Regions from separate parts of the Mus musculus genome. Here all the other regions are linked to region 3. The links are chromatin contacts, called in public Hi-C maps. All regions are on one chromosome and are shown on one strand. The core of a region is the stretch at or near the end of the contact, and the rest is flanking DNA. Distances in the headings are between cores, read along the strand shown.

What was found. Hi-C and Micro-C count contacts between places; a contact is called where the count stands out from the background.
Region 1: a Hi-C map of uterus shows a contact between it and region 3, with 4 times the contacts expected there. The contact joins two enhancer-like sites. A contact is called at or near these places in 5 of 484 Hi-C or Micro-C datasets (all in uterus) and 1 of 9 other capture datasets (embryonic stem cells).
Region 2: a contact with region 3 is called in a Hi-C map of uterus, with 4 times the contacts expected there. The contact joins two enhancer-like sites. A contact is called at or near these places in 8 of 39 promoter capture datasets (3T3-L1-derived adipocytes, cranial neural crest, embryonic stem cells and 3 more), 8 of 484 Hi-C or Micro-C datasets (cortical neurons, embryonic stem cells, muscle stem cells and 1 more), 14 of 115 datasets of contacts at active chromatin or transcription factors (the NIH/3T3 cell line, differentiating embryonic stem cells, embryonic basal ganglia and 10 more) and 1 of 9 other capture datasets (embryonic stem cells).
Region 4: a Hi-C map of uterus shows a contact between it and region 3, with 3 times the contacts expected there. The contact joins two enhancer-like sites. A contact is called at or near these places in 3 of 484 Hi-C or Micro-C datasets (nephron progenitors and uterus).
Region 5: a contact with region 3 is called in a Hi-C map of uterus, with 4 times the contacts expected there. The contact joins the promoter of A730056A06Rik here to the enhancer-like site in region 3. A contact is called at or near these places in 11 of 39 promoter capture datasets (3T3-L1-derived adipocytes, cancer-associated fibroblasts, cranial neural crest and 5 more), 1 of 15 datasets of contacts at CTCF or cohesin (the NIH/3T3 cell line), 15 of 484 Hi-C or Micro-C datasets (cortical neurons, differentiating embryonic stem cells, embryonic fibroblasts and 5 more), 13 of 115 datasets of contacts at active chromatin or transcription factors (the NIH/3T3 cell line, craniofacial prominence, embryonic basal ganglia and 9 more) and 1 of 9 other capture datasets (embryonic stem cells).
Region 6: a Hi-C map of uterus shows a contact between it and region 3, with 4 times the contacts expected there. The contact joins two enhancer-like sites. A contact is called at or near these places in 6 of 484 Hi-C or Micro-C datasets (muscle stem cells and uterus) and 1 of 115 datasets of contacts at active chromatin or transcription factors (fibro-adipogenic progenitors).
Region 7: a Hi-C map of uterus shows a contact between it and region 3, with 4 times the contacts expected there. The contact joins two enhancer-like sites. A contact is called at or near these places in 2 of 15 datasets of contacts at CTCF or cohesin (both in embryonic stem cells), 16 of 484 Hi-C or Micro-C datasets (differentiating embryonic stem cells, embryonic stem cells and uterus), 2 of 115 datasets of contacts at active chromatin or transcription factors (astrocytes and fibro-adipogenic progenitors) and 1 of 9 other capture datasets (embryonic stem cells).

What each region holds. Positions count from the first base shown.
Region 1 is chr7:73,332,879-73,336,979 of GRCm38.p6, reverse strand. All of the region lies in intron 1 of A730056A06Rik (RIKEN cDNA A730056A06 gene), which reads left to right. Among named protein-coding and RNA genes, the nearest start is that of 4930429H19Rik, 25 kb to the right of the region's middle. Within about 2 kb of position 2,214, at least 21 of the 459 cell types and tissues checked have an H3K27ac peak or open chromatin away from gene starts, as enhancers often do. A contact at or near this core is called in uterus, where this site is marked.
Region 2 is chr7:73,398,246-73,402,064 of GRCm38.p6, reverse strand. The region is part of intron 2 of Rgma (repulsive guidance molecule family member A); the gene reads right to left. LOC115486533 (a long non-coding RNA gene) reads right to left here. Exons shown (of 2, transcript XR_003946803.1): 2 at 1-3,819. Among named protein-coding and RNA genes, the nearest start is that of A730056A06Rik, 24 kb to the right of the region's middle. Within about 2 kb of position 2,379, at least 133 of the 459 cell types and tissues checked have an H3K27ac peak or open chromatin away from gene starts, as enhancers often do. A contact at or near this core is called in muscle stem cells and uterus, where this site is marked.
Region 3 is chr7:72,969,596-72,973,557 of GRCm38.p6, reverse strand. No RefSeq gene overlaps it. Among named protein-coding and RNA genes, the nearest start is that of Gm6567, 130 kb to the left of the region's middle. Within about 2 kb of position 1,482, at least 15 of the 459 cell types and tissues checked have an H3K27ac peak or open chromatin away from gene starts, as enhancers often do. A contact at or near this core is called in the NIH/3T3 cell line, cancer-associated fibroblasts, fibro-adipogenic progenitors and 3 more, where this site is marked.
Region 4 is chr7:73,273,377-73,277,546 of GRCm38.p6, reverse strand. No RefSeq gene overlaps it. Among named protein-coding and RNA genes, the nearest start is that of 4930429H19Rik, 35 kb to the left of the region's middle. Within about 2 kb of position 1,471, at least 39 of the 459 cell types and tissues checked have an H3K27ac peak or open chromatin away from gene starts, as enhancers often do. A contact at or near this core is called in uterus, where this site is marked.
Region 5 is chr7:73,374,047-73,378,277 of GRCm38.p6, reverse strand. It overlaps A730056A06Rik (RIKEN cDNA A730056A06 gene), which reads left to right and starts at 2,504. Exons shown (of 2, transcript NR_040325.1): 1 at 2,504-2,761. Rgma (repulsive guidance molecule family member A) reads right to left here and starts at 2,758. Exons shown (of 4, transcript NM_177740.5): 1 at 2,390-2,758. The coding sequence starts at 2,403.
Region 6 is chr7:72,539,646-72,543,706 of GRCm38.p6, reverse strand. No RefSeq gene overlaps it. Among named protein-coding and RNA genes, the nearest start is that of Gm39035, 230 kb to the right of the region's middle. Within about 2 kb of position 1,931, at least 78 of the 459 cell types and tissues checked have an H3K27ac peak or open chromatin away from gene starts, as enhancers often do. A contact at or near this core is called in fibro-adipogenic progenitors, muscle stem cells and uterus, where this site is marked.
Region 7 is chr7:73,420,082-73,424,083 of GRCm38.p6, reverse strand. No RefSeq gene overlaps it. Among named protein-coding and RNA genes, the nearest start is that of A730056A06Rik, 46 kb to the right of the region's middle. Within about 2 kb of position 1,688, at least 43 of the 459 cell types and tissues checked have an H3K27ac peak or open chromatin away from gene starts, as enhancers often do. A contact at or near this core is called in uterus, where this site is marked.

The sequences.
Region 1 (4,101 bases), core at 965-3,464, 360 kb before region 3:
CTGTGCCCTGTGCAACAACGTGAAGAATTTTCATGCCACCCAGCCTGACAAATCTCCTGACATGTTTCTTACCTACCTGCTCCTCTTCCATCTCTCCTGTCAGATCCATATGGTAGTCTATCTGTCTTAACCAGTCCATTCATAGGTGGAAGAAAAGCACTCAAGGAGTCTTCCTTGAACACATTCAGGAGGCTTGTCTTTAGTATTCTCAATATGGCCTGGTATATTCTTTGCCCACAAAGAAATTGAGCGTCAGAAGGGTTAGCAAGCTGTCCTGTTCCCTTGGCTAGGAAAGCTTTGTAGGGAGGAGGAAGACTTGTGGCCGTGCACACTTCCTCCAGCCTCTGGTGCTCAGCTTGGACAGGTTCCTAGGGGTGATGGATTGCAGCGTGCCCTGAAGCTGGGCCTCCGAGAGTCAGAGCTGTGTGCTGCATCTAATGAGTACTCGCTCCTGAGCCAGCTTGGAGACAAAGTCTTTCAGAAAATCTGCAAGGCCAGTGAAGGAAGCTTTTATTTCCCTACGTACATTTTCACCCAGTGGGCTCCTGCGGGAAGACTGGAGCAAAATTTATCTATTGTTTTAAAAGAGTCCTGATTGTGAAGCAGAGAATATTTTTAGCAAATCTGAAAGCCTTGGAGACAAATCTCATTCGTCAGGTCCCTGTTTAAAGCAGGCACTCACTCAGTAAACCATTGTTAGATGCTTCTGGCTGTTGCTCGTTGAGGGAGCTGGATGATAAAGACCTCAGCCAACCTGACCGTAAACTATCATCTTTAAGACTCCATAAAGAGGACCTTGCGCAATGGCTAGGACATCATCTGTGAATGTCAGAGCCATTTCCCTGAAGTTCTTGTGCCTATCAGGAAGCCACACCACACTGTGCTCTCTGCACTGTGCCCTGTTTCTACTTTATGTAAAATGCCAGCTTTTTATTGGAGCTGATCAGTTTTGCAATGGACCAAAGTGCACAGTAGTTGTGTCCTCTTTGATCGCAGTGTGGGGTATTGGGTGTGATTTCAAGAGCTAGGAGGGTAGAGAGAGAACCAGGGTAGGAAACACCATCCAAATGTAGCCAGGGTGGTTTCAGAACTCTCCATACAAATGGTATTAAAAGAGAGAGATATGTATGTACAAGGTTGGGGATTTTTGATTCTGTCATTTAGTCGGAGTTTGTTTGGGTTCCGCTGCTGCTCTAGAGGCAGTGTTGAGAGGCCATTGTCATAGCCTAAGGTGCTCACAGGAGGCCATGACAACAGCATCCTTAGGTCACTAGAGATTATGCAGGAGGTCTGGTAAAATGTGATTTGGATGGTCAGTTTTCAGAAAAATGGACCTGATTCTAGAAGGATGTTGCCAAGAGTGGGGTGTGTAGCCTCTGGGTCCAAGAAAAGGCACAAGGGACTGGGAGCATGGGGGCTTCATTAGGGGTTGTGACACAGGCAAGCCTTTCTTATATTTGTGGAGGAGCCTCCCTGGTAGCCTAACTACTGCCTAAGGCCACTCGTCCATGCAGGGCACTTCCATTAGGTTAAGGAAGTCTGTGTGCAGCAAACACAGAAATGCTGCGCTGCTGGTTAACAGACAGATTCATCTCTCCACAGCTCGTGAAAGCCCATCTGCCTCTTAGCCCATGATTGTGGGGACGGTGTTGCCACCTTATGGAAAAGAACACACGGGGAAGAATTGTGCCATCTTCTCACCGCAGCCTTTGAAATCAGGGGTCACTTGGGCCTCATGGCTTCTCTGGAAGGCCCTGCTTGGGAGTGTTGAAAAACTGGATGCCTGTGGGGATGAAGCTCGGAGGGAGGCTGTACTCGCAGCCACCTGTCCCTAGACCTTGCCTTGGAAGGTGGCCAGCCTTTGACTAAGAACGGCTTGCTGATAGCTTCGGGGCTTGGCTCCAGGCGCTTGTCTCCTGAGTGCTGACAAAGAAAAGATCCCTGGGCTTCTCTTCAGTAAATGCTCGGGTCCTGCCAAGGAGTTGGGATGACCTTAATTGACCTCAGAGAGTACTATTCCCAAGACCACTGGCCTTGGACTTGTCTCTAGTGCTGGGGCACACTGGCTGGCTTCACTGTGATTCTCAGGGATAAAGTTTCTTTTAAAGCCTTTATCCATCCTCCACTGCTCCAGAGCCCCAAGCTTGCCTTTTTAGGACAGAGCATCTGTGATGATCCAGGCGTCTGCTGAGATCATAAGCGCATGTGTTTGAATCTGAGGCAATCTCAGGTCCTCATTATTTATGGATGACACCAGTTACAGACTACTCTTTCTGAGCTAGACTTAGCATCGGATTGGAAAACCCAGGACAGTGCGCGCATCAGAGGTTCTGGGCAGGGCACGGTGACTGCTCCTCAGGAGCCAGCATGGGGCAGGTAGCTGATCGCCTCCTCATATAAAGACGGGTGTGCTATCCTCACTTGGAATAGGACTCCACCCCCCAAAGGTGGCATCTGCGAGCTCCCAGATAAAAGCTTCGCTTTCTTCTGAGCGTTATTAATGTGATTTGTAGCTAACGTGTTTATGGAGTTGGCAGTTGCGAGGATATGCGGTGATGAGTTCAAGCCGCCTTTAGATGAGAAGTCACAGTTGGCTCCTGGCTTTCCATAAATGGCAAGCTTTTCCTTTCCATACGACCCCGACCCCCTAGTAGTCAGTGCGCATCTTAACCTTTCTTCTTATTTATAAAAGTGATACATGCTTGCAGAAAATCAGGATGACAAAATGATCAAGAGTGACAAATACGGCCAGCTTATTGGTACTCCTGCCAGCCTGCTGTCCGACATTTCCCCTGCCACAAGGCAGAGCTGTGAAGGCCGCCTCATCTGCAGACTTCTGAGTTAGGAGAAATCTAGCCAGTTTAATGCGTCAGCTTCAAGGCCAATCAGCACCCACTTTTCTTCCTCGACACAGCCTATGCTCACAGGCCTTGCTGTTCTCTCCTGATGAGAAAGGCAATCCTCCATCCACCAGTACATTAAGAGGGAAGGAATGGCTTGCTTTGCTTTCTTTTTCTCTCTTGGGTAGGGCGGATGCCATGCTTACTTCCGGCTGTCGGTCTGTGTGTCTGGCCTGTAAGGGTGGAAGGCAGTGAGGTGTCTGTCGTCTGCTGTTTCACGTGGCACATGGGTATGAGGATCACAGTGGGAATGGCTGAACTGATAGACACTTGGACCCCCAACTCTGCCTTGAGCTGTCTGCAGTTCTTTCTCTGCCCACCGCCTCTGCCACTCCCACCCCCAGATCACTTACAGTGACAAACTGTGCTTCCTGGATCCCTTAGCAACTGTCATTTGGAGACTGAGTGCCTGTCTGTCAAAGGGCAGAGAGGGCCACATTGAAATGTGGAAGCATGTTTGTTCATGGTCAGGTGAGCAGGAGCTGGAGGGAACACAGGCGTGGCTCTCCTTTCAATTACGTATGCATCTCCTAACTTGGCTTCCCCGGGCTGTTTCTGGCAGGGGCGAATGGAGTAGAAGTAACACTACATTCCTTAGTGAAACGGGACAAGATTCAAACCTGGTTCCGGAATTTTCTAGTTGTGTGATCACAGCTTAACATATGATCTTTTTTAGAGCCCCGTCTATTCTTTTGTAACAAGAAAATAAGAGAGAAGAAAAAGAGGAAAATCCTGTTATGAAGGTTATTTTAGAATTCCAGGTGGCCATGGAAGGAGTTACAGAGACAAAGTTTGGAGCTGTGTCAAAAGGATGGACCATCTAGAGCCTGCCATATCCAGGGTTCCATCCCATAATCAGCTTCCAAACGCTGACAACATTGCATACACTAGCAAGATTTTGCTGTAAGGACCCAGATATAGCTGTCTCTTGTGAGACTATGCCGGGGCCTAGCAAACACAGAAGTGGATGCTCACAGTCAGCTAATGGATGGATCACAGGGCCCCCAATGGAGGAGCTAGAGAAAGTACCCAAGGAGCTAAAGGGATCTGCAACCCTATAAGTAGAACAACATTATGAACTAACCAGTACCCTCAGAGCTCGTGTCTCTAGCTGCATATGTATCAAAAGATGGCCTAGTCGGCCATCACTGGAAAGAGAGGCCCATTGGACTTGCAAACTTTATATGCCCCAGTACAGGGG
Region 2 (3,819 bases), core at 1,130-3,629, 430 kb before region 3:
TCATTCCTCCCCCCCCCCCTTGTTTGTTTGTTTGGTTTTTTTGTTTTTTTTTTTGTTTTTTGTTTTTTTTTTTTGGTTTTTCGAGACAGGGTTTCTCTGTGTAGTCCTGGCTGTCCTGGAACTCACTCTGTAGACCAGGCTGGCCTCAAACTCAGAAATCCACCTGCCTCTGCCTCCCATGTGATGAGATTAAAGGCATGCGCCACCATTGCCCGGCTTTCCTATTTCTTTTTTAAAAAAATACTTTTTACATGTGTGTGTGTGTGTGTGTGTGTATTATGCAGGCATGGATGTGTGCACGTGTATATCCCATAGCACGTATGTGGAGGTTTGAGAACAGCCTGTAGGAATCGGTCTCCTACCACGTGGGTTGTGGGACTAACTCAGGTGGTTAGTATTGGTGGCAAGCCCCTTCACCCTTCTGAGCCATTCAGCAACCCTGTTTTTCTATTTCTAATCATTCTGGGGCTGAGGAACCTCCTGGGGTCCCCTTTGACTCTCACGACCTGGGACCTGGAGAATTACCTCATCTAAGTACAAAGGTGCCTCACGGATCTTGGCCCCCTTCACAAGCTCAGCCGAAGGCACTGTTTGTCTTGAACTATCATTAACCCTCCAATCTTCAGCTATAATCTTGAGAATGATATCTGGACCAAGAGAGTCCATAGGCCTGCAGAAACGGTGGCCCTGTCTGGACTCACCCACAGGAACCCCCTGAACATGTCCTAAAATCGCTAGGGCAGAAAGGGTGCTTCCTGTCCCGGATGCTTCCAGCTGCTTCTCGGGGAGTTCTTTCCGTGCCCTCCTGTAGAACCCCCCAGATCTAGGCTAAAATGTAATGGCCCCACCCCACTTTCGGTATCTGATATACACAGAGGTGCCCCAGGCTTCCTTCTCCGTGCTACCTTCTCTGGCAGCTGCTCCTCTGGGAGCCTTGAGTAACCTGGCCAGCTTCATTCAGGGCCTCAGGAAGGTGGCTACAGGACACATCTTTCCCGCATCGGTCCATCAATCTCCCATAAACAGGCCCTCCTCATCTTGATTCTGTCTTTCTCTCACTCAGTTCTTCTATTTCTAATCACTGTGGGGCTGAGGAAGCTTCTTGGGTCCCTGTTGACTCTCACACTACCCGGTGAATTGCACCTCTTGATAATCTTTGCTGATACCATCATGCAACATTCCAGAATTTGTAAGGCTAGCCCCGCCTAAGCATAGAGTGTGTTCCGAGAACAGCACTCACACTGAAAGCATCTTTTGAGACTTCAGATGTCATGCGTACACCGCGCCCCGCCCAACCCCACCTGTGTCCAACTCTGTCTGGTGGAACCCTGGGTCTCCCATGTATCCAGGGTTCAGGGAGCATGTATGCGCTCATAGCTGGCCACTCACATTTTAAAGGTAGAGCTCCACAGTGCCTCCCAATTGGATTGAGCCACATGGCTCAGGCTCAGATGTCATTACTTTTCGGTGGATGGCAACCCCTCTGGGAGGCAGAAAGTCAAAGCAGGATCTCAGAATACTAAATGGACCCGCATGATAAGGAAAAAAAAATCTGCTCTGCTAGTACAGCAACAGATCCGTTTGTTCTCAAGTCCTCCTTTGAGCTGTTAATCAAGCCCAATCTTTCGGAATAATAGCCTGCTTATTACCACCCTGTTTGCATGACAAAGCATCCCAATAAAACTTATTTTGCCGGGGCCCAGAGGGGGTGTGAAGGATCAACCATGAGAAAGGAGTCTTAGGAATTCCTCGAGGCACTCCGGGGCCAGAGCCTAGGAATAAAGACAATGTAATTTGCCACCAAGAAAAGCCCAATAGACCAATAAATTACCCGCGTGCAAAGGGATTAGATCAGGTTTCAGAGGCCTAGGGGAGGGGCAGGGTACTACGGGAGGGAGACAGCCTTGCCTTCTCTTAAAGAGGTAAGTATCCCTTGGAACATAAGCTCCAGGGTCAAGACGTTTCCAACTCTGCCTGCACAGCGACTGTCTGAACTGATTTACTTGCTCGGAGATCTGGCTCCTGATGTGCGCTGGGAACTGTGATGGACGCCGTTCTCGGAACACACTCTGTGCTTAGGTGGGGCTGGCCTTAACGAATTCTGGAATGTTTCATCTAAGTCTGGATGGAGGCATGGCCTTATCAGTGAAGACTCTCAAGAGGCAGCTATTGCCCAACTTCAAATCACTGCCCTTTGCCGGTGCAACAGGAATCGTCCCGTCCCCCTCCCAGCCCCCACGCCCGCTAATCGGCTGGCATCCTGATAGATTCTGCCACCAGGGGGCACTAGATGAAAAAGGAAAGGTGTCCCTGGAGTCGCCACTGCTGGCGTTCCCACCACCCTTCTGCTCTCCTCCGGCCTCTAGCTTCTTTGCATGTGAGTGGCTCTGAGGTACTGTAAGCTCAGCAAGCTCTTTCTGTTCCCTTTGTCACTTGGCACTCTGAAGTGTAAGCGGTGTCCTGCTGTGTGCCTCGGCCTTTTGGAACCTTACGGTTCCCAAGCTTAGCTCCCTCGGTGGAACCGCCCTTGGGAGGGGGAGGGGAGTTCACCTTCCTGGCAAGCCTAGGAATGAAGCACCTGCAAGATGACCTCAGCCAGTGACGAGCTCCGAAAGAAAGCCCCAGCGGCAGGCAGCCCCAGCACCGGTGCTCTATCTTAGTGAACAGTAGGACTTAAGAGGCAATAGCTTCAGTTAGGACACAGGCGGGTGGAAGGAATCTTCTATAAGTCTGCCTGCCTCGGGGAGGGGCCAACCCTGAAGTCTGAAGTCTCCGTGTCCCTTTCCTCACTGTCCACCTAGTGCGGGAAGCAGACCTTAGATAGGATTCTGGAAACGGGTCGCATCAGCATCCTGAAGGAGGTAGGGGAAGGGCACTAAGTAGGGGTCTCCTGCTTATTCTAGTCCCACAGTAATGAATCTTGGTGGGCGTGGGGATGGAGTGGGGGTGTTACGGGACAAGGACAGATGCCCGAGGCTCCCTGTTGGCGCCGCTCCTGCAAGAATTTCACTCAATCATCCTGGCGTAAACACCCAGGTGTTTGGCCCCAGATCCTGAGAGGGACACACCCAGCAGACTGGATTTTTTCCCAGGTGCTGCGTAGCCTGCCTCACTTAATCTATCACTGCAGATCCTAGAAGGGATCACCGCTCCTGGGTGACATTCCAGGGCCAGGCAGCCTAAGGGCCCCAGAACCGCCACTTTATGGCAATGTGTTTCCCACCCGTTAGCTCTACTGGGAATTGTACGTGCTTCCTTCCGAGTCTGGTCAGGGGGACAAGGCTGAGAGCAAAAGGGAGCTTTGGGGAAAACCTCAGGTGACCCAGGAAGAGAAGGCAAAATTGTTGGGGGGCCGGGCCCTGGAGGGTGAACTCACTGCCTACCCAGCGTGGACAGAAGTGGCTAAGTGCCACTCCTAGAGCCGGGGGCAGGACAGTACTGCCTCCTCCGTCACACCCTGCCAAGGCTGCCCTGCCTCAGCCTCCACACATGCCAAGTTGTTGCAAGCACCCTTGATGACTGACTGCCAAGGAGAAGGGCACACCTCAGCTTTCCAAACAGGCCACCCTCCCCAGCTCCCACAGGAGCCGTGGAGAAACAGCGCTTGAGCAAGAAGGGTGGGCGTGGAAAGCCCTGACTCCGCCCTATAGTGGGAGGGCATAGGCTGCCTATCAACCGAAGGCTGAGAGCACGCCTGGGTAACGGGCCCATAGGGGGTCAAGCAAAGGGACAAGGTCCTCACCCCAGGAACATCCTGCTTTGGGGGAGAAATAAAACAGCCCTGGGCACGAGTGGTAAGGGAGGTAAGAAAGGTTTTCC
Region 3 (3,962 bases), core at 233-2,732:
TGTCTCTATCTCTCTCTCTTCCTTTGTCCCCCTTTCCTCTACATAATGACGATAGCTGCATTAATTATTTTTTCTAGTATGAAAAAAATCATTTAAGAAAGTTTCATGGAACTCATATAAGAAAAGAAATTACTCTCCAAGTATATACAACATACACATAGAATTTGAAAGACAATGCTTTGCTATTCAGAGGCAGTACAGTGAGAACTGGATCTTGGAGACCACTCTTCCACTAGTAATTCAGTATCATATTATCTGAGTGGCTCTCTTCATTAGGGTACAACTGCTGTAATTAAACACTGTGACCAAGGCAACTTGGGGAGAAAAGGGTTTATTTGGCCCATACTTCTATATCAATGTTCTTCATTGAAGAAAATCAGGCCAGTAACTCAAACATGGCAGAATAGGGAGGCAGGAGCTGATACAGAGGCCGTGGAGGGATGCTGCTTACTGGCTTGATCATCATGGCTTGCTTAGATTGCTTTCTTATAGAACACAGCACAAGAATGACCCCACCCATAATAGACTGGGCCATCCTGCATCAATCACTGGTCAAGAAAATGCCCTGCAGGCTTGTCTGCAGCCTAATTTTATGGAGGCAGTTCCCCAACTCAGCTTCCCTCCTCTCAGGTGACTTTGGCTTGCATCAAGCTGAAATAAAACTATCCAGTGTAGTGGCTATTGTTAATCTCTTTCTCTTTTTTCCTGGAACTCAGCCTCTCATCCATTAAAGGAAAGTAAAAACACAGAGGGTTGTCAAAGCTCTGGCCAGATCTGAGTTATCAACAGTCATGTTTGTGACTGAGGTACGAGATCGGTGACCGGCAGGGTTCTTAGAGCTCTCAAGTTGTTGATAGCAACGAGACTAACTGTTGTGGACAGCTACGGTACCCAGTGGTGGTGCAGGAACAAGGTAGTCACTGGCTAAACTTTGTGCTTCAGTCTACATCTTGAAAAGTTGGTCTCATGTCAAAAGCCCTGATTTGTCTGTGGGAATGTTTGCACAGGACAGATAGGCCGTAAATTGAAGGAGATATGGCTGGGCCAGGGCCTCCAGAGGGAAGCCGGTTATCTAGGCTAGCTTTTCCTTTCACTAATTGTAGCAGAAACAATGACCCCTAAGTTGAAGTCACCTATGGTGTCACAGAGCCAGCTCCTGACAAGGCCACTGAAGCAACTTTTGATCCCGCTCATTCTCTTCCACAACCTTGTAGTGCACTGTATTTTCAAAGGGAGAATTATCTTCTAGGTTCTAAAAGTTTTATGCTCTCATAAATTTGTTGTTCTGCTTTTTGTTCATTTGGGGACCAAGAAGAATTGAGGGCAGAAAGTAAGTGTTGGCATGAATTCCCCTCTGCCTGACTTAGTTAAATGTCAAACAAATGCGTATCAACTGGACAGCCCTGTCTTCTTTATTTGGTGTTGTTTAAGAGTTGGACTGAAGGTACAGATATATGTACGGTCTGAGAAAAACAAGTCTGATTAAGAAATCAGTCTAGCACAGTGCTTGGCAAACCTACCTTCTGTTGCTCAATCTGACTCATCCTCTGTTTTTATAAACAAGGTTTTTTTTTTTTTTTAAATTAGGATACAGCCACATTCACTCCTGACATTTCTCTTTTTTTTTTTTAATGGCTGCTTTTGTGCCGAGAGAGCCAGTGGAAGTAACCATGACTGACTGAGCTCACACGGCCTGAAAAGATAGTTACTACCTGGTGCTTTTACTAAATCTGTGCTGACCGATGGTGTAGAATTAACCTGATCATTTTTATGACCACACCTGCTGGCTTTCTCTTTGGAACACTGAAATAGAAAGCTAAGAGTTTAGATTCAGAAAGACCAAGATTCAAAATCTAGTGTTGTCCTGACCTTGGGCAAGATGCCAAAACCTTCTTCTGCTTCACTTTCTTAATTTGCAAAGTGAGAGTCAAGCCACCAGGCCCTTGCAGCAGACACAAGAGGCAAATGGAGTAGTGTGTTAAAGGGAGTTAGAGCAGAGTGGTACCTGGTGACCACTGGATAAACAGGAGGGCTTGACCTTCCCTCTGAGCCCTTGTTTTGCAGCTGGTTTTGCTGTCTATGTTCCTATATGCCCAGACTTTTCTAGCTACTGACTGATCCTCTCTCTACTTCCCTGTTTCCACTCTTGGTCATAGTTGTTTCTCAATTATTTGTCCCTTCTCCTACATATTAATTACTCCTTCCCAGTCTACTCTTTCCACTAGACTGGGTCTGATCAGTGGGTAGAATTGTAGAAGTAGGTAACAGCTAGGGTGTAAGTGTGGAGAAAGAGCTGGTAATGACTTGTCGTTTCAGCTGGATGGATGGTAATACCATTAATAAGGCTGAGAGCACCAGAGAAAGTGTGCTTTGCCTTCTAGAAGAAACACCTAGGTCAACTACCATTGAAATGTTGTTTTACAATGAAAAGTTAATGTGTTCATCTTCGCCTAAAATTATTCATTATTCTCTGCTCATATATGATTGTCCATACAAGTAATGTGTTTACTTATATTTATTTTAATGCCATTCCCATTGGCTAAATAGCATTCTAAATTAATTGCCGTGATTGTCTCATCCAGTCCCCCAATGATCCCATGAGCTAGATAGTGTTTTCTGCCTTATATTACATAAAAGGGAACAGAGGCAAAAAAGAACTAATTAACTATGGGTCTCACAGTTAGTATGTGCTTGTCTTTTAGAGGAAACACTAAGTATCTAACAAGGCCTTTTTTACTACTTGCTTGAAGTATACTGGCCATAGTTGAGCAGATTCTCAAGGCTGCTTCTATGTCTGATCCATAGTGAAGTAGGGTTTGGTGCTCAGGGCTCCAGGTGAGTACGTGCAGGTGTCTAGAGAAACACTTTCAACCATCAACTTCAGCAGCTGTAAAATTGATGAAATAGAATAATTCATGGTTATTTACTGAATAATTTATGAACCAAATCATTCACAAAAGCGGGAAGGTGAAATGGGGAGATATGGAAGAGATGAAATTGAACCAGGGGAGGATCAATAGGAACTAGAAGAAACAATGCCTGCTGCCAGGCCCTGGAGCTTGGCACCCTCAGAAGGAAGGCAGCTCCCTCCTGGATGCACCTCTGACTCCAGGAAAGCAGAACGCTAGCTCTCCTGACTTTGCTGCTCTCTGTACCGAGTGCAGCTTGACAGCTTTGCCTACTTTGATGAATTCTGAATTATCTTTCCCACTTACCTGCTCTTTGTCAACGGCTGCTGTTGTAGTTAAGGTCTTATTTCTGTGAAGAGACACTATGAGCATGGCAACTCTTATAGAAATATTTATTTAAGAGATTTCTTACAGGTTAGAGATTTAGTTCATTGTCATTGTGGGGGGAAACATGGGGGCATGCAGGCAGCCGTGGCACTGGAGAGTAGCTGAGAGGTCTACACCCAGCTCCTGCAGGCAGCAGGAAGAGAGAGTGCCTCTGGGCATGGCTTGATCATTTGAAGCCTCAAAGCCCACCTCCAGTGACACATGTCTTCGAACAAGGTCACATCTCCAAATAGTGCCACTTTCTATGAGCCTATGAAGGCCATTTTCATTCAAACCACCACAGCTTACTCTTTGCCTGGCATAGAAAGCATATATTGGTTTTTAGAATTCATATTTAAAAAATAAATTGCATTGGATCCTTGTTTTCAAATCATGTCCCTTTGGGAAACATTGAACAACTGATAAAGAAATTTGATTGTTTGATCTGTGTAAGGAGTCTCAAGATCAGGGCTGCTGTTGAACAAGTAAATGAGAACCAGATGTAACAAACGCAAATGGTCCTGCTCAGCATCATCAGTGTAGATCTCTTATCAGAAATCCCCTTTCGGTTTAGGCTAGCACATGTCCTCTCAGTCTCATGTGCCACAGAGAACAATCACATCCAGGGTTAAAGAGCAGGCTCTCTGTGGTACCTGCTTCATGAATTTCAATCATTTCTTCATTCTT
Region 4 (4,170 bases), core at 222-2,721, 300 kb before region 3:
TTTAACTTCAGAGCATGTTAGACGCAGACAATGAAGGATGGTGGGTCCTTGGCGACATCTTGAAGGATTGCCTATGCTTTCCAATACAAATTACATTTCTTTGGTTGTGATGTTCTTTTCTGACAGCTTTCCTATTTTATGCTTTTCCCCTCCTGAGACACTTCAAGTTTTATGTGGGAGAACCTTGGGGCATATTAATAAGTAAGTAGCATCAAGAACATACTAAAAAAATGATGATAGTTCCTTAGTCTAAGACTAAAATAAACCCAAAAACCAAAACAAAACCAGCCAGCAACCATCATACAGCTCTTCTCCTGCATGTGTGTGTGTGTGTGTGTGTGTGTGTGTGTGTGTGTGTGTGTGTGTGTGTATGTGTGTGTGTGTGTGTGTGTATGTGTGTGTATGTGCATGCATATACGATATGTCACCAAAGCTGGTTTCAGCAGATCAAAATCTCTGGGCAAATCCCCTTTAAATATCTCCATGTACATAAGAGCTGAGGAGCTGATACAAACAAGATGGAACAGTTGAAGTGAGATGGCTTAGGACATTTTTTGGACCATGAGAATGATTCCTGTAGGTTCATATATTCGAACACTTAGGAAGTGGCACTATTTGAAAGGATTAGGAGGTGTGGCCTTTTTGGAGTAATTGTGGCCTTGTTAGAGGAAGTGTGTCACTGGGGGTGGGCTTTAAGATTTTGAAGTCTAAAGTTAGGCCCAGTGTCTCTCTCTTTCTGTTGCCTGCGGATCCAGATATAGAACTCTCAGCTATTTCTCCAGTACTATGTCTGCCTGGATGCCGCCAGGTTTCCCACCATGATGATAATGGACTAAACCTCTCAAACTGTAAGCTGGCCCCATTTAAATGCTTTCCTTAATATGAGTTGTTGTGGTCATGGTGTCTCTTCACAGCAATTGAACATTGACTAAAACAGACCACCTCCTGCCCTGTTATCTTACTGTCCTGGTCAGATTGGTGAATCTGGCTTCAGTTATTTGGTGTACACTGTATTATGAGAATAACTTTTATCTACAAAATACTGACTTTAGCCCAAAGTAATATACACTGGTTATCATCCAGTTGCCCAAGTGAATTCTTCAAGAGACCCTTCTGTCACTGGGGGGTCCCACAGTCCCTAAACAACTGGGGCTGTGGTCAGAGAGACTGGAGGTGGGAGAGGGGGCTCGGAGATCCTAGGTCTGGATACAAAAGCTACATTTTGCCCTAAGTTTCTCCAGCTGAGGATTCCTCCTTCCAGAAGCACTTGCTTCAGCTGCTTGGCTACTTAGCGCCTCAAATCTCCACAAGCTCATGGCTCAGGGGTGGGTGCTGGGTGCATGACTCAGCAGAAAAGAAGACCGCCAAGGTCAGTCTGTTCTCGAAAGAAAGAGAGCAGCGAAGAGCAGAGCCCAAAAGTGAGTTCTCCAAAGTGTTGGCTAAATGAGAGGGAAAGAATGCAGACATCTTTCATAACCCTGGGATGTGTCAGCAGCTGTAAAATAAATACCGAGTCAGAGTTACTTCTGCTGTTTCTCTCCTGAGAAGGGGCAAACTTCCCAAATAAAAATAATTTAATCTCAAACAGTTCATGCACCAGCAGCGATCTCTCCTGCAGGGACAGAACCCCCGGAGGGGGGGGGGGTGCGGGGCACAGGTCAGTCCAGGACAGCAGGGTGACTAACAGATAAGCCTTTCGGAATGGTTGGAAATATCCACCAAGTAGCAGCCCTGTCACTCAGCGTGTCTGCTCTTTTGGCATCTTCAAGTGATTTTATCTACTGAGAAAATGTGTTTTCCCATGGAGAGACACGAAGTCAATGGGGTAGCGATGGGGCATGGTGTTCGTGACCTTGGTATTTCCCACCACACCCCTGGCTTTAGTGCTTCAGTTTTTCTTTTCCTACAATGCTTTATGCGCTCTCTCTCTCTCTCTCTCTCTCTCTCTCTCTCTCTCTCTCTCTTTCCTTCTCTGCTTTTGTATGTTTGAAGTGTACGAGTATGTATATGTTTGTGTGTGTGTGTCTGTGTGTATGTATATATGTATGTGTGCTCGAACACACATGTGCACATTTTGCGCACGTGTATATGGAGGCCAGAAGCAGATGTGGGTGTCTTCCTTTTATCATTATTTACCTTATCTCTTAAGACAGGCTCTCTTTTTGAACATGAAGCTCACATATTCAGCAAGACTAGCAGGTCAGTGAGCTTTAGGAAGCCCCCAGTCCCTGCCTCACCAATGCTAGGATTGTAGGTCTATGCTAGCACATCTGGCTTTTTACCTGGGTGCTAGGGAATCCAAACTCAGGTCCATACAACCACTTTACTGACTGAGTCATCTCTTCAGCCCCCTTATTCTTGAATTTTTATCCCCTTCTTACTTCTGTCTTAAAACACCTTTAAAATCAGATTTAAACCTCCTAGAGAAAAAGCTTGTTTATATTTAGCAGCTTGTTCCTTCCTATGTGTGAGACAAAAGATAAAATGTCCAAAAAAGGCTTTCTGGATTTCAAGTAGCTGTTTGTCCACAGTGTGCGAATGCGTTAAGCATGAAAGAATAAGACAGATACAGATTAAATTTCGTTAATATCTCACATGTGATTTTAAAGTGTTGGGCAAATATGTCTGGGATCAAATCTGAGTTGGGGTTTAAGAGAAAATTCAGGATGTTGAGTAAAGGAAGAATAGTCCAGCGAAGTTCATCTAGTCATCTTTCACCAGGGCCTGTGGGATCAGAACTCCCTCCTGGGAGGACCAAAACCAGTCACTGTTGAAGTGGAATCCACGGGGCCAGAGAGATGGCTCAGCTGGTAAGACTACTGGCTTCTCTCCCAGAGGACCTGGGTTCCATTCCAGCACCAACATTATGGCTCACAACTATCTGTAACTCCAGCCCCCGTGGGATTGGATGCCCTCCTCTGTCCTCCAAGAATATCAGGTATGCTTGAGGCACACAGCTAAGACATGCAGGCAAAACATCCATTTATGTGAAAAAAAATTAAAAAGAAATGGTTAGGCACACAGGCTAGGAGGACTCAGGCACAATGCTCTCCACAGCAGTGCTTTCCACAGCAAACAACAGTTCTTCCCAAACACTACGTGGATGAGGCAGCCAGTCCCTGGGAACATTCTGGTCACATTAAGAGAGTAAACTTTCAGCAGACTTTGAGTTAGCCTTCTGTCCACAAATAGTGGAAGATAAGACCTAGTCCCTACTGAACATTCTCATAGAATTCTTCTGGTAGTCCACACCATTGACATGGAACCCATGATTTTGTGGAAGTCCCCTCTTATGTTTTGTCCCTTCCTGCTTCACCTCTGTTAATCAATCATGTCTGCTAGTAGAGCCTGGTTGACTAGACCTACCATACCAATGGCTCTTGGAATTACCTTGGCTCCTATCTCCCACTTCAGGGCACATCATCTGACTAGCTTCCTGGAACTCCACCCCCAACCTTGCTTGCTCTAAAATTTTCCATGTGGGACATGGCACCAACTTCCTGGAGTCCTTTCCAGCTCCCTGCATCATCTTTTGTTTTTTCAGGGTTCGTTAAATTGTGTGTGAATTCCTAACATGATATGTGCAGATGGCTACAATCCAGCTTCTTCCTGCTTTCATATCTTTTGAATCATATCTTTCATATCTTCATATCCCATCTTCTCATCCACGTCCCTCAATAGTCACCAGCTCCTCGACTCAAGGAACTACTTGCCCACTCAAGCTGGAATATCTTGGGGGAAGTTAAAAAGAGCTGTTCTGTACTTCTGTTTCTGCATTTATAAAGTACGGGTGAAGGGTGATGTTTGGAGGAAGTGTAAATAGGACTCCACCGAAAGTGATGATGCATGGGCTAGGCTTTCTTATAGAGCTAGCTGTGCAGTGCTTGTTGGTCTCGAGTCTTTGCTGATCTTTGCTTCACTGAGAAAGGCACAGCAGAGAACTTCTGGTGTCTCTCCTGGTTCTTGCTGCTGCCTCCTGCTGATTCGGCTGAGGCCTGGCCATTCCTGCTAGGTTGTGCCACTGCTGCTGCTATCCTGACACTACTGAACTGGACTGTTGGTATATCCGTGAAGTGCTTACGAGCGGATCAATCTGCCTCTGCTGCCCTGTCAACTGAACAACAGATTTCCTAACAACACAGATGGGATCTACTCCAAAGAACCATTTCT
Region 5 (4,231 bases), core at 1,255-3,754, 400 kb before region 3:
AATGAAAATGCCAGCCTGCTTCCTGGTAGCAGTGAGCATCCTGGCTTCATCATGCCCTGTCCTGGTGTCAGGGATGCGCAGTTTCCACTTCTTTAATTTTGAACCTGGGCTGCCGAAGACTGCTGTAGAGCAGGCTCAGGAATCACATTCAGTAGGAACCTCCATGCCGCATTTCCTTCTGTATCCACCTACATCCCGGGCAGGCAGCAATGAAAGTCAGATATGCTCCCTTTATAAGATTCCAAGCTGGTCTAGGAACCCTTCTGTCATGTTATTAAACAAATATGTGAGAGTGGAGAGACAGAGCCAAGACAGGACAGCAGGGGTAGGATGGACAGATGAGCCACACGTGTATTAGGAGTGATAGATAGCGCCAGCCTTTATCTGCGAAGGAAATGAAGGGGCAGAGTTTTGGGGGAAAAAAGGAGATTTGGAACTTGGAATGTGGCCCAGCTGCTAAAGTGCTTGCCCGGCACCCAAAAAGCCTTGGGTTTGATTCCCAACAATGCATGTATTAGATGAGATAGGAGAATCAGAAGTTCAAGGTCATTTTTGGCTCCATAGACAAGTAAATAACAGCCTGGGACACATAAGACCTACGAGAAAAGAGCAAAGAAAGAGGCCGGATCCCTGCTTACTACCACTGAAGCCCAGAGGAGCCTCTCGGAGAAAGCGCTTTATCACAGGCAGAAAGCCAGGATGCCCTCCAAGGAGCCGGAGCGCCCTTCACACAGAGAACTCATTCCCTGCTAGTATCCGCAGGCCTGGAAGGTGGCAGCAAATCCAGCCATTAAAGAACGTGCAGCCTGCCCGCCGGGATGCGTGGGTGCCCCACCCAGAGCCTTTGTCCAACTGCTGCCATCCTGCCTGTCAGTCATTCCGGGAAGTAGGCCTGCCTGAACAGCAGAAATTCTTCCCCTTGTGTGTGTGAAAAAAACAAAAAACAAAAAACAAAACAAAACCAACCAAACAAACAAACAAAAAAACCAAGAGGCCATTTGGGGGTACACTGTTCCCTTTCAGTGGAGATGGCATGACGCTCTTTCCCGTTCTTCAGTTACCCTAAGAGCACACTTTAGCATCTAATCTCTTTTCTAAGAGTCAGGGCTTAACATTAACTTCACAAATCACTATATAGGTACAGATGAACTAGAGAGTAGTAAAGTGACCGTGACAGGCTTGCCAGATCCCTGGACCAGATGCCTAGGGACAAAGGCAGGTGACCGTTTACTTTATTTTTGCTAGAAGAACCCAAAACTACACAGAAGGGAATGGCAGTCCTGGAGGTGATATCCTGCCACTAATACAATTCGTCATTCGGTCCTGAGAGCTAAGCTCCGGGCAGCGGGTGCTCAAGCCCCGCTTACAGGATGGCCTGAGCACTAGAGAAACAGTCTTTCTGGACACGTTGGCTAGTTCCCATCTCTCCATCTCCTCATATAGGGGAACTTTGAGAACGCCCAACTTCATGGCTTGTGAGGAAGGTACAGATCACCATTTCCGCTAGATGGCGATATTTCCCCTAATCCATCCGCTTCAAGACACCCAATTTATAAAATAAATACAATCCAACGCCTTCCGAAACCACACCACATAATAACAGCACACAGGCTCCCATTAAAGTTCCAGTCTCAGGAAACTGACTCCCTCGTCGAGAAAATCTAATGCAACTACTCTAGTAAGATGCAATCAAGAGTTGCATCCAAGTGTCATTCATATTTGCACCGGTCCCCCAATACACCTGTCCCTCTACCCCTAGTTAACACTCAGGGATGAGCCATGGCTCAAGTCAGGCGCTGAGTCCTCGTGGTGCCTTGCCTTCCTCTTAGGAACGTCGGACCTTTTGGGACCCTTGCCCCTTAGCCACCACCCCAAGTCTAGCACACCGGACGCTCCTAAGCAAGGGTCACTCACACTGTACAATGTACAATGCCGACGGCCCCGGGGCAGGTGCGTTCATTTCCAGCTTCTGCAACCCGGGCCTGGGTTAAGTGAGAGAATCCGGTTTCACCGTGGGTCAGCGGGGTGATCAGATCTGTCAAGAGCTCTGTGGGTCAGGGGGGCTCTCGCCTCCGGAAGAGGTGGCCGCGCAGGAGAGAGAGCTCCAGGCGGTACACAGTGGGTGGGACAGGCGCCGGGTCTGCCCAGCCACGCGCAGCGCCTACTGCCCTCATGGCAGCATCTTAGGGGGCTGGGGGAAAAGAAAAAACACCAAACCACAAAACTTTCCTGCTGCCAAGTGCGAAGGCGAGTCATCCGAGGCAAAACCCTAAGTGTGTGAGATGAGACACCGGGTTGGGGGAGCCACTAATCAGTGAGGCGGCGGAGCGCAAGTGTCCGCAGCGCCTTGGGGACCTCAGGACCCCGTGCCCCCGCTGTCCGCGCTTACCTTGGCGGCTGCATGAGCCCCTCCAGCCCGCGGGGGGTTGGCGCTGGCGGGGCTGCGCGCGAAGACTAGGTGTAGGGCGGTCGCTCGTGGGCCCCTGGGTGAGGTGGGAGGGGCCCGGCTGGCGCTGGTCCCCGCAGCTCAGCGGACTCAGTAGCGACCCGGGGCGCTCCGCCTGCTCCCCGGCTGCATGCCTGCGAGCGCCTGGAGGAGCGAGCCTCAGGAGCGGCCGGCTGGCCAGTGCTTCCCGGGCGCAGGGCTCGGGCGGCGTAGCTTGCAGTTCCGAGACGCCTGCAGAGTAGGGCGGCCCGGGCTAACCTGCTGCCTCGCCCGGCCTGTCGCCGCCACCGCCACCGCTGAGCGCGGCGTCGCGAGGTTCGTTTGCGCGCGGCAGGGAGGGGGCGGGCCGGGCACCCCGGGAGCGGGCGGGGGGGCGAGCGCGGGCGGAGCGGAGCAGAGGGAGGGGGAGGGGTGGGGTCTGGGCTCCAAAGGCCCCGCCCCGCCGCGGTCCCACCCTTGCTGATCCGCGCTAGTGGGTGTGTGAGGACGTAGGGGGTGAGCCTGCAGAAAGCGCACACTCTCCCTGCGGGCTCGCGATCCCAGGGTTCGAGCAGCAAGTGCAGCGACCCTCCCTTCCGCTAACGCATCCAACTTTCTTAACCCTGAGCCAGGTGGCTTGGAGTCCACGTTTTCAACCTGGGAGCCTACGGTGGTTAGAGGTTTCCAATCGTGGATAAATATTGACATCTGCCGAAAGTCACCTTTGTTCTATAGGGATTTTACTCCTATTTAGAATCTTATTGGAAAAAATAAATAATATGTATATTGCATGCACAGTGCGCGAATACACGCAGTCTGGAGTAAACAGACTGTCTTGTACTCCCCCACCCCTCCCTCTGCAGTCCAGCTCAGAGGTAACCTCCGGTCACAGCGTCTTCCTCCCCCGCCCCGCACCCTTCTCGCATAGATTGCCAGAGGAAACTCCGGGCTTCTCAAAAGGATTCTTCATGCAGCTCACGCACACAGTGGAGAGCACAGCCAGCCGCCAGCAGCTCATCTCCAGGGTCTCACCCCAACACCACGTATAGGTCTGAAACCCTAGCTGGGGTGTGAAGTCAGCCGGGACACACAGCTCACACTCAAATTATCACTGAACAGTTAGCGCTGCCAGGATATTTTATACAGGGGTTACGACCCGATCTTCTCTTAATCTGAACCAAGCGCTGGAATTTTGATAGGATGAGAACTCTGTATTTAATGAAAAGGTATCGTCCGTATTAAGACCCTCGTCGTTATTTATGCTGTGGTCTTAAGGGATGTGGTTTTGAACTCAATGTTCTGCGTTTATTGGCCAAATGAATTAGACTAGTCTATAACTGAGCTATAAATAAACTCCATGTGCTTTTAGCAGGAAGGGATTGGGCCTTGCAGTTGGCCCCGTTTCTAAAATTAGCCTCGACCTTGGACAAATCTTTTAGGTCTGCTGAGCCTCAGTTTCCTTGTCTATAAATAAGGGAGTTGTACAAGAAAGTGTGTGTGTGTGTTTACATTTCCTTTTTGTACTCTATCATCCTCTGCTTGGGGACACTCCTCCAACCCTGTCCCCAATTCTCAAATCCCAGGTGTTGTTTTCCCTAGCTCTGACATCAATCTGTAATTATACCTTTATTTGTGGCCTTCTCATCATACTCAAGAGATCAGGAACCACCTTGGGGTCATCATGCCATCCTCAGCACCCAGGAGAGCCTGGTGTATAGCAGAGGCACAATAATTGTTATCACTTGGGTCATTTTCTTCCTCCTCCCCCTTGGGTTTTGGTTGTTTTGTTTTGTTTTGTTTTAACAC
Region 6 (4,061 bases), core at 682-3,181, 430 kb after region 3:
GTCTGTTTATGGTAGTTTATAGATCTGCTTTGCTGAGCCCAACAGATGCCAGCATGGCCCATAAATTTATGCAAGGACCAATTACCGAGTGGGACGGACCAAGATGGCTGCTGACAGGGCCCTGGGAACCTTCCTCACCATGATCTGCTGCGTGACCTGGGACAATTTTACTTAATCTTTGTGAGCTTTGAGGGTCTCATGCCTTAATATGCTTTGGGGATTAAGAAGTCTCCCAGGTTATTCTGAGCTGCCACTACTGACTGGTTTGGTGAGTGCTGATAAAGGTAGAGCTGAGATGATACTGACAATGTTGCTGGTGAGTCCTGTTCCTTGGAAGCCTGGCAAGACTTTAGAGGATTCCTGTCCACTTAGCTCATGGATAGTAGCATCTTCCTTTTGGATTCTCCCATGATCTTTCCTGTAGCTGCTCTGCATCCTGTGTACTATATCTTTGGTGGTCCTGCATGCCAGGAGCCTTTGCAGCTGATGGTGCCCCTGTGAGATTCTGAAACTCGGATCAGAGGCTTGCTTTTGCTTTGATTTTTCAAACACCATTAGTTCTTGAATTCTGACCTGAAACATGGTGCAACAGGGCCTTCCTAAGACACATAGGCAAGCTTCTGCCTGAGTAGGGAAAGGAAACTGACTTAGAAAGCCCATGCAAATTCCTCTGTTGCTTCCTAGGACACAGAGCAGCCCCTGATGTCTGGTCCAAGAAGAAACTGGGCTGAACTTTCTTCCTTCCATCTCCATCTATACTGCATTCCCTACATTCACTTTCAGAGAGAGAGAGAGAGAGAGAGAGAGAGAGAGAGAGAGAGAGAGAAAGGGAGAGAAACAGAGATAGACACAGGTAGAGAGAGATACAGAGAGAGAGACAGGGAGAAAGAAGGAGAGAGACAGAGACAAACAGAGACAGTGAGATAGACAGAGGGGGAGAAAGAGACAGAGAGAGGGAGAGAGACAGAGGGAGAGATAGACAGGAAGAAACAGAGACTAAGAGGGAAAGAGAGAAAGACTGAGACCAGAGAGATGAAGAGAGAGGGAGTGAGAGACAGAGAGACAGACAGAGGAAGAGAAAGAGATAGAGACAGAGAGGCAGAGAGAGAAAGATGGACAGAGAGAAAGAGACAGACACAGAGAGAGGGAGAGACAGAAGGAGAGAGAGAAAGAGACATAGAGACAAAGACATAGAGAGGGAGAGAGGGGGAGAGAGAGACAGAGAGGCAAACAAAGACAGAGAGACAGACAGAGGGAAGGAAAGAGACAGAGAGGGACAGAGACAAGCAGACAGACAGAAATAGACATAGGGACAGAGAGGGTGAGAGACAGAGACAGACAACAAGAGGGAGAGGGACAGGGAGAGAGAGAGAGGGAGGGGGAAGGGGAGGGGGAGGGAGAGGGAGGAGGTTCAGAGCTGACTGAGCGTACACTGAGTATCGCTCTCAGAGGAAAGAGGCTAGAACATTGGAACTACTCTTTTTCTGGAGGCGTGTGAAGTAATAGTACCAGTGAATAATCTCTGATTTTCACATTTTAAAGAGTAAACATACTGTGTTTAATCATTTTTAGAATCCAGCCAAAACAATATTCAGAAGACTTGATTTCAGCAGACCCACTAGGAAGCAGATACCGCAGCTCCACCCACAGGTTTCTATTTTTCTCTACTGAAGACGGAGCTCCCCGTTTGCTTTCGGATGGCAGTGAACAGTTTTGTGTGTCCGGCCACATCTTGCTAACCGCAGCCTTCTTTCCTAAGCTCATTATTTGCTAATGATTTTCTTGGCCACAAAACTCATAAAAATCCCCTGAGCTACCTTTTTTTTTTCTTTTTCTTTTTTCCTTTTTGAAATACTCGTGGGATGGTTGCTCCATTTGTTCAGCATCTGTGCTGGACAACATCTGGGGTGTGAGGAAATTCCACGGCTTGCAGTATGACGCGGAAAAAACAAAATTACTTTTTCATGCACTTCAGAGGAGACTGGAGAGCATCCTTCTGACCAAACAGGCCCTTTGTTCTCCTCCCACAAGTGGTTCTCATTAAAAATGTCATCTCCCTAATAAATTGCCTTACTGCCCTTGCAGCTGGGCCTATTGTTTTCGTGGCTTTGTGCTCACAAGGACTCTCCCAGGGAACAGAAAGCAAGAGAAAACATGGGATGCTTTCCCTACCCTGTCTGCTCAGGATGTCTTCTTTTACCCTTTGTAGGTGGATGGCAACTTGTCTATCACTGGGGCTTTAGAATTCCCCTAATATTCACTATTTGGCCAATTGTCCCCGATCATGTGCTGTCACAGCTTAAAGAGTGCATGGTGGCCATTCCTGTCTGTGGATGCAAAGTGAAAAGTGAGAGTTTGGGGACTATATCCTCGTGGTTTGTATTTTTGCATGGAAATATCCAGTGTCCCGCATTTATTCCCTGACACAAGAAAATATGACACTGTTTTAGGGAAGGTAAGAAATGAAGATACTATATATGAAAACAGGAATTGGGGGAGTGGGTTTGCCTGTATGTCTCTGTGTGTAGGCGGAGGGCTGTCTAAGGATTCTCTTTAGGAGCCACACAACGGTTAAACATCTCCCCAGAACATTCAACTCCAATTATAGCTGAGACCCAAGAATTGCAAAAAATTTAATAGTTTGGGGTTCATATATTTGATCAGAATTAATCTTAACAATCAAGGGGGCTTGTAGTGTGTGTGTGTGTGTGTGTGTGTGTGTGTGTGCTTATCAATTTATTTTCCCACCTTACTAACTACCTCCTATTTTCTCAACTCCCCACAAACCTCTATCCACTAGCTCAGCTGGGGCTTTGCTCATCCAAACTCTTTTTCCCAGTTACTCAGTGTACCTTCCACATGTGACAGGAAATTAAAATTAAAGACCTCCTGACTTGGAGGGAGAGAGAGAGAGAGAGAGAGAGAGGGAGGGAGAGAGAGGGAGAATGAGTTGTTTTGCAGTGAGGTTTCTTTTATGATCTACAGGCTTCTTATGACTTATTTAGAACTTGGGGGGAGGGGGAGATACAATAGTCTAGTGGATAGGATTGGCACTTTGTCTCAAGCTGGATGGCTGGGCTAATTTAAGATGTAAGTTTCCACAATTTTCTTTATACCAAACATTAACATACACTGAAATTAATACCTCTCCCCCTCCAGGACCCTTTTGCAGAAAAGCAGAAGTCATTGAGGCCAAGGCTGACAAACAACTTGGCTAGTCGATTGTGTCTTATGCCAGGGCATCTGTTTGAAGATATCCTTTTCAGTCATCCCTCCTGCCTGGTCGGCCATCTCAGAGGCTCTGTGCAAACTTCTAGAGGGAGGAGGGTACCTGGGTCACCCCATCAGCCATCTACCAAAAGCCCTACAAATTCACAGACAAATCTCTAGCCAGACCCATCAAAACCTGTCTCCAGGCTGAAGCTCTGAGAATATGTGTGTGTGGAACATTTTCTTTTTAAATGCTTACACATGTTGCAGTCATTGAAAGCCCAAGTCACAAGGACAACAGAGGTACAGCATCTTTTCCTCACTTACACAACCAAGGGAGGCATTACATCAGACTTGCTGATTAAGACAGACCATAATGCATGAATCAGAGTTACTGCATGGATCAGAGTTTCCAAGGGAGACAGGTGGGGAAAGGCTTTTGTATCAAATCATAGACAAAAAAAAAAAAAAAAAAAAAAAAAAAAAAAAAAAAAAGAAAGAAAGAAAGAAAAGAAAAGAAAAGCAGAGAAGCAGACACATTGCTATATTTGTTTCTTCACATGCTTTTGTTTAGTCATCAACAAACCCTTAGCCTCTCCTATTAAGCAGATAGCATTTTAGGCTCTGTAGATACAGTCAGTGATGTGAATGGCAAAGGGTCTGTCCAAAGCAAAAAGTCAGTCATGGTAAGTGAGGCAAGCAATCGTGACAGGGAGGAATGGAAGGCCTAGCAATGATGGTCTGCAATGATCCTTGTAAGGAAGACATCTCTCATGAGCTACAGATTTGGCTAAAAGCAATGGGATATATTCTGGGTTCTCTAAGTACTTTGCCATTGATGCAATGTAACA
Region 7 (4,002 bases), core at 439-2,938, 450 kb before region 3:
CCAACAGAGGTAGCCGTGATGGAGGCCCTGCAGGATACATAATATGTGCTTGGCTGGTCACATTGTTAGAGAGGATGGTCGGGCCACTAGACGCACTGAAGATGGAGACCACTCCTGCAACCTGTCCATGTTTGCTTTCTATTTCAGAGATAAACACAATGACTTGTAACTTTAATTTTTTCAAATCCTGTTTTTAATGATGGTTCTTAAACGCTTTAACCTTTCTTGTAGCCCCCCCCCCCTTCAGAGTTAGTAAAAAGGATATGGGGGTGGGGGTAGAGGGAAGTGGACTTGTTTAGAAAGGTTATTTGGAGCAACTCCTGTCTGTTGTCTGGAAATCTGCAGTTCAGTTCACAGGTTAGCAGGCAGTGGCAGCTCCATCCACTCGCAAACACCTCACAGATAAACTACCTCACAGATGCACCAGGAGCCCAGTTCAGAAGAATCAGGTTAGCAACAGCAGTGACACTACCTAGCAGAGACAGCCGGGCCTCAGCCTCAGCTCCAGACAGCAGAAGGGGCCCCGGGAGAAGTTCTCAGCTGTGCATCTCTCAGGGAAGCGAAGATCAGTGAAGACGAGAGACCCACAAGCGTTACACAGCCAGCTGTACCAGCAAGCCAAGCTCTCTTCGTCATTCTGTGGAGTCCTATTTCTACCCTCCAAGCATCACGTGTCCTCCACGTGTCCTGCCTCAGCACATGCATCCAGTCAGCCCGAGTCCTTGAAAGTGGCAACAAACTACAGCACACCGCCACAAGTTTTTGGTGCATTTCTCTCCATGGTTTCCCGACAAATGCAATGTGAGGTGGACGATGCCTGTCATTAGCCAAGAATCCTTCATCACACGTCCTTTCACGTGCTTGCTTTAGTAGAACATCATTTCTCCTGTGTCTGCTTCAGCTAAGCATTCCTTCACGAATCCGCCTTAGCTTTTTACACCTGTGTCCACTTTAATGAAACATTCCTTCACGTGTTTGTCCTAACAAAACACCCTCCAACTGTCTTTCCAAAGAGTCTTCATGTTTCACTTCATTGACCAAAAGCAACTTGGGGAATAAAAGGGTTTGTTTCATTTTAGCCCTTCCAAACATGCAGAGAAGTCAGGGCGGGAATTTGAGGCAGGAACTGAAGCAGAAGCCACAGGAATGGTGCCTACTGGCTTGCCCTCCGTGGCACACTCAGCCCTGGTGGTCCCTTCCACCCACCGTTGCCTTGGCCCTCCTACATCATCATTAATCAAGAAAATGCCCCTACAGACTTGCCTATAAGCTAATCTGATGGAGGCGTTTTCTTAATTAAGGTTTCCTCTTCCCAGGTGACTCAGGCTGACAGAAAACTCACTAGCATGCCTCCCTAGGTGGGACCATCTCTGTATCTGACATAGCATCCCAGAGTAAGTGTAATTCTAGAACTGTCCTGCAGAGGGCAGCAGGCGCACACAGACTCCAGCCTAACCGCAGATAACCCACATGCTGCCCGGTTCTTCCAATGTTTAGATCTCTCTCTTTTTTTTTTTTTTTTTTTTTTTTTTTTTTTTTTTTGCCACCAGAGTCCAGAGGATTGGAGCCATCCTGTTCCTGAAGGAGGAATGAGAGGGGACTGAGAGCAGCTATATGCTTCCCTACCTTCTTCAGCCACTGCTCAGGGTTCTCAGGTCTATGGCAGCGAGAGGGATCAAGGTCTTATGAGCTCTGGGCTGGGCTGCTCCAGGTCGTCACACACACACACACACACACCCCCGCATACTCTGCTCTTTGTAGAATGCTTTCTCCACCTTCTGACATGCCTTGCTCCAGAAACTCGTGTGGTGAGTTAGTCACACATGCCTTTTACCCCTCCAAAGAGGAGCATCCCTTTTCTTCCTTCCTTAGGCGGCCACTCAGAATGTACCTGCTTCTCTTCCTGGAGTCTGCTGCCATGTGGGTCGTTAGATTATGTAAGTATCAACTATTGGTTTATCTCCCCAGCAAGAATACAGGATTTGTCCCGAGACAAATGGATTCATCAATGACTAAGTTCCTGGGTACCACTGCCACCGGGACCTCTTTCGGTGGGTTCTCTTGTTGATGTTGGGCATCTGTGCCAGGAATTAGCTCATTAGATTTCCACAGGACCCTGGGAGGTGGCTACGTGTAATTCCATTTTACAGATCAGGAATCTAAGGCTCAAGAAAAAAAAAATCCAAGGGAGACCACACAGCTAGCAACAGGCAGAGCCCAGCTCCGATGCCAAGTCAGCCTGCTGCCCAAGCTCACATGCCCAGCCGCTGCTCTGAGCCATGCTTGGGCCTGAGAGACAGGCTCCAGTGCTGCCTGGCTCTCCTGGACCTCTGCCAGTCTTCAGATAAGTTTTCCCTCCAAATTTACCCGGGCAGTTATCAGATTTCGCTGATCAGTCCTTTCTGGTTTTTACCCTTACAAACTCTGGCTTGTGATATGAGAAGCCTAAGAGTTCTTTTCCTTGTTTTTGCTCTGGTGGGGGTGGGGGGAGCACAACCCAGGAGCCTAAGGTCTCTCACACCATAGGCAAGGGCCCTAACATTGAGCTACATACTCATAGGCAGTTGGGGATGGAGTGGGAGAGAGAGAGTAGCTCACAGGCTATGCGAAAGCTCTTCGGTTGCCAGGCTGACTGGCCTCGGCCCAGGTCTGCACCAGAGCAACTGTCATGCACAAGGAAGATGGGAGCACTCAGACTTAACTCAGAGCAACTGTCATGCACAAGGAAGACGGGAGCACTCAGACTTAACTCAGACCAACTGTCATGCACAAGGAAGATGGGAGCACTCAGACTTAACTCAGACCAACTGTCATGCACAAGGAAGATGGGAGCACTCAGACTTAACTCAGAGCAACTGTCATGCACAAGGAAGACTGGAGCACTCAGACTTAAGGTGCTGGCCCCGGACATTTGAGATGCAAATTCCCCTGTTCTGGAGGGCAGTGAGCGGTGTGGTATTTAGGAAAGAATTCTTGTGGGTTAAATTTAGGAGCCTGAAAAAAATTCCAAGCCCCACATATTTTTTTGGCAAGTGTCACATGGCACTTTCATCTGATGGAGAGTGAAGGACTTTTTGCCTGGGCCTGGCTTTTCCACAGTCTGTCCAGCGTGTGGCTCGGGCCAATGGCCCCGCCATTGCTATGCTGTTCCCCTGGGATTGTTTTCTTTAACAATCCCACTGACCACTGGGGGGGCCAGGCCTTTGGTGACTGACAATGCAGGAGAGTGGGTGCATTTAGCTCTTTCCTCCTAGATCAACCCTTCAGGGTCTTTGTTTAAGAGCCTGTGGTTTTGCTTGTTTCTTTGTTTCAAGCAAGGCTCTTGAACATTCTCTCTCTCCTCACATCTGGTGCTGAGGTTGTGTGTCCGGTGGGCATAAATGCTCTCTGGATTTCTCCTCTTACTGGCCTTTCGTCTCCTCCCCAGTCTTGCGGGTTCCTCTCCTCTGGGGAGCAGATGAAGACATTGCTGGGAGCTGTTGGGAGCCTCAGAGGGTTAAGTGACTTGACCAAGCTTACTTATCTGGGACTTAAACTTGACTTGAACAGAGTATCACAAGCAAAATTGACCTAGGTGTATGCCTTGGCTCTGCCCTTGACAGGGAGGGCATGGTACAGGGGGGCACATCTCACACAGATCTTCAATCTGTTAAATGGTTTGGGTCCCGTGACACTGAATCACGGCGACAACATGTGCCCGTAGTCAGCAGGGAGCCTGGCTTTGCACACGTCTGGACAGTGGTGCTATCAGAGCACATCACTGGGCCCCTAGGCTGGGTGCTAAGGGATGTTGAAGGGGTCGAGTTGTGGCTGGGGCTTCTCGGTCATGCTGGCTTGGATGAAGCCATTATGGACCGCAGACCCTCCTCCATTCCAGACTCTGTTCTAGACAACAGCTCTCAGCCTTTCATCGTATAACATCGGTCTGCCCTGACGTGCCCAGAGCAAGGGGAAACGGACCAACCAAGTCCTTCTAACGGCTCAGGCATAGGAAGGAAGAGA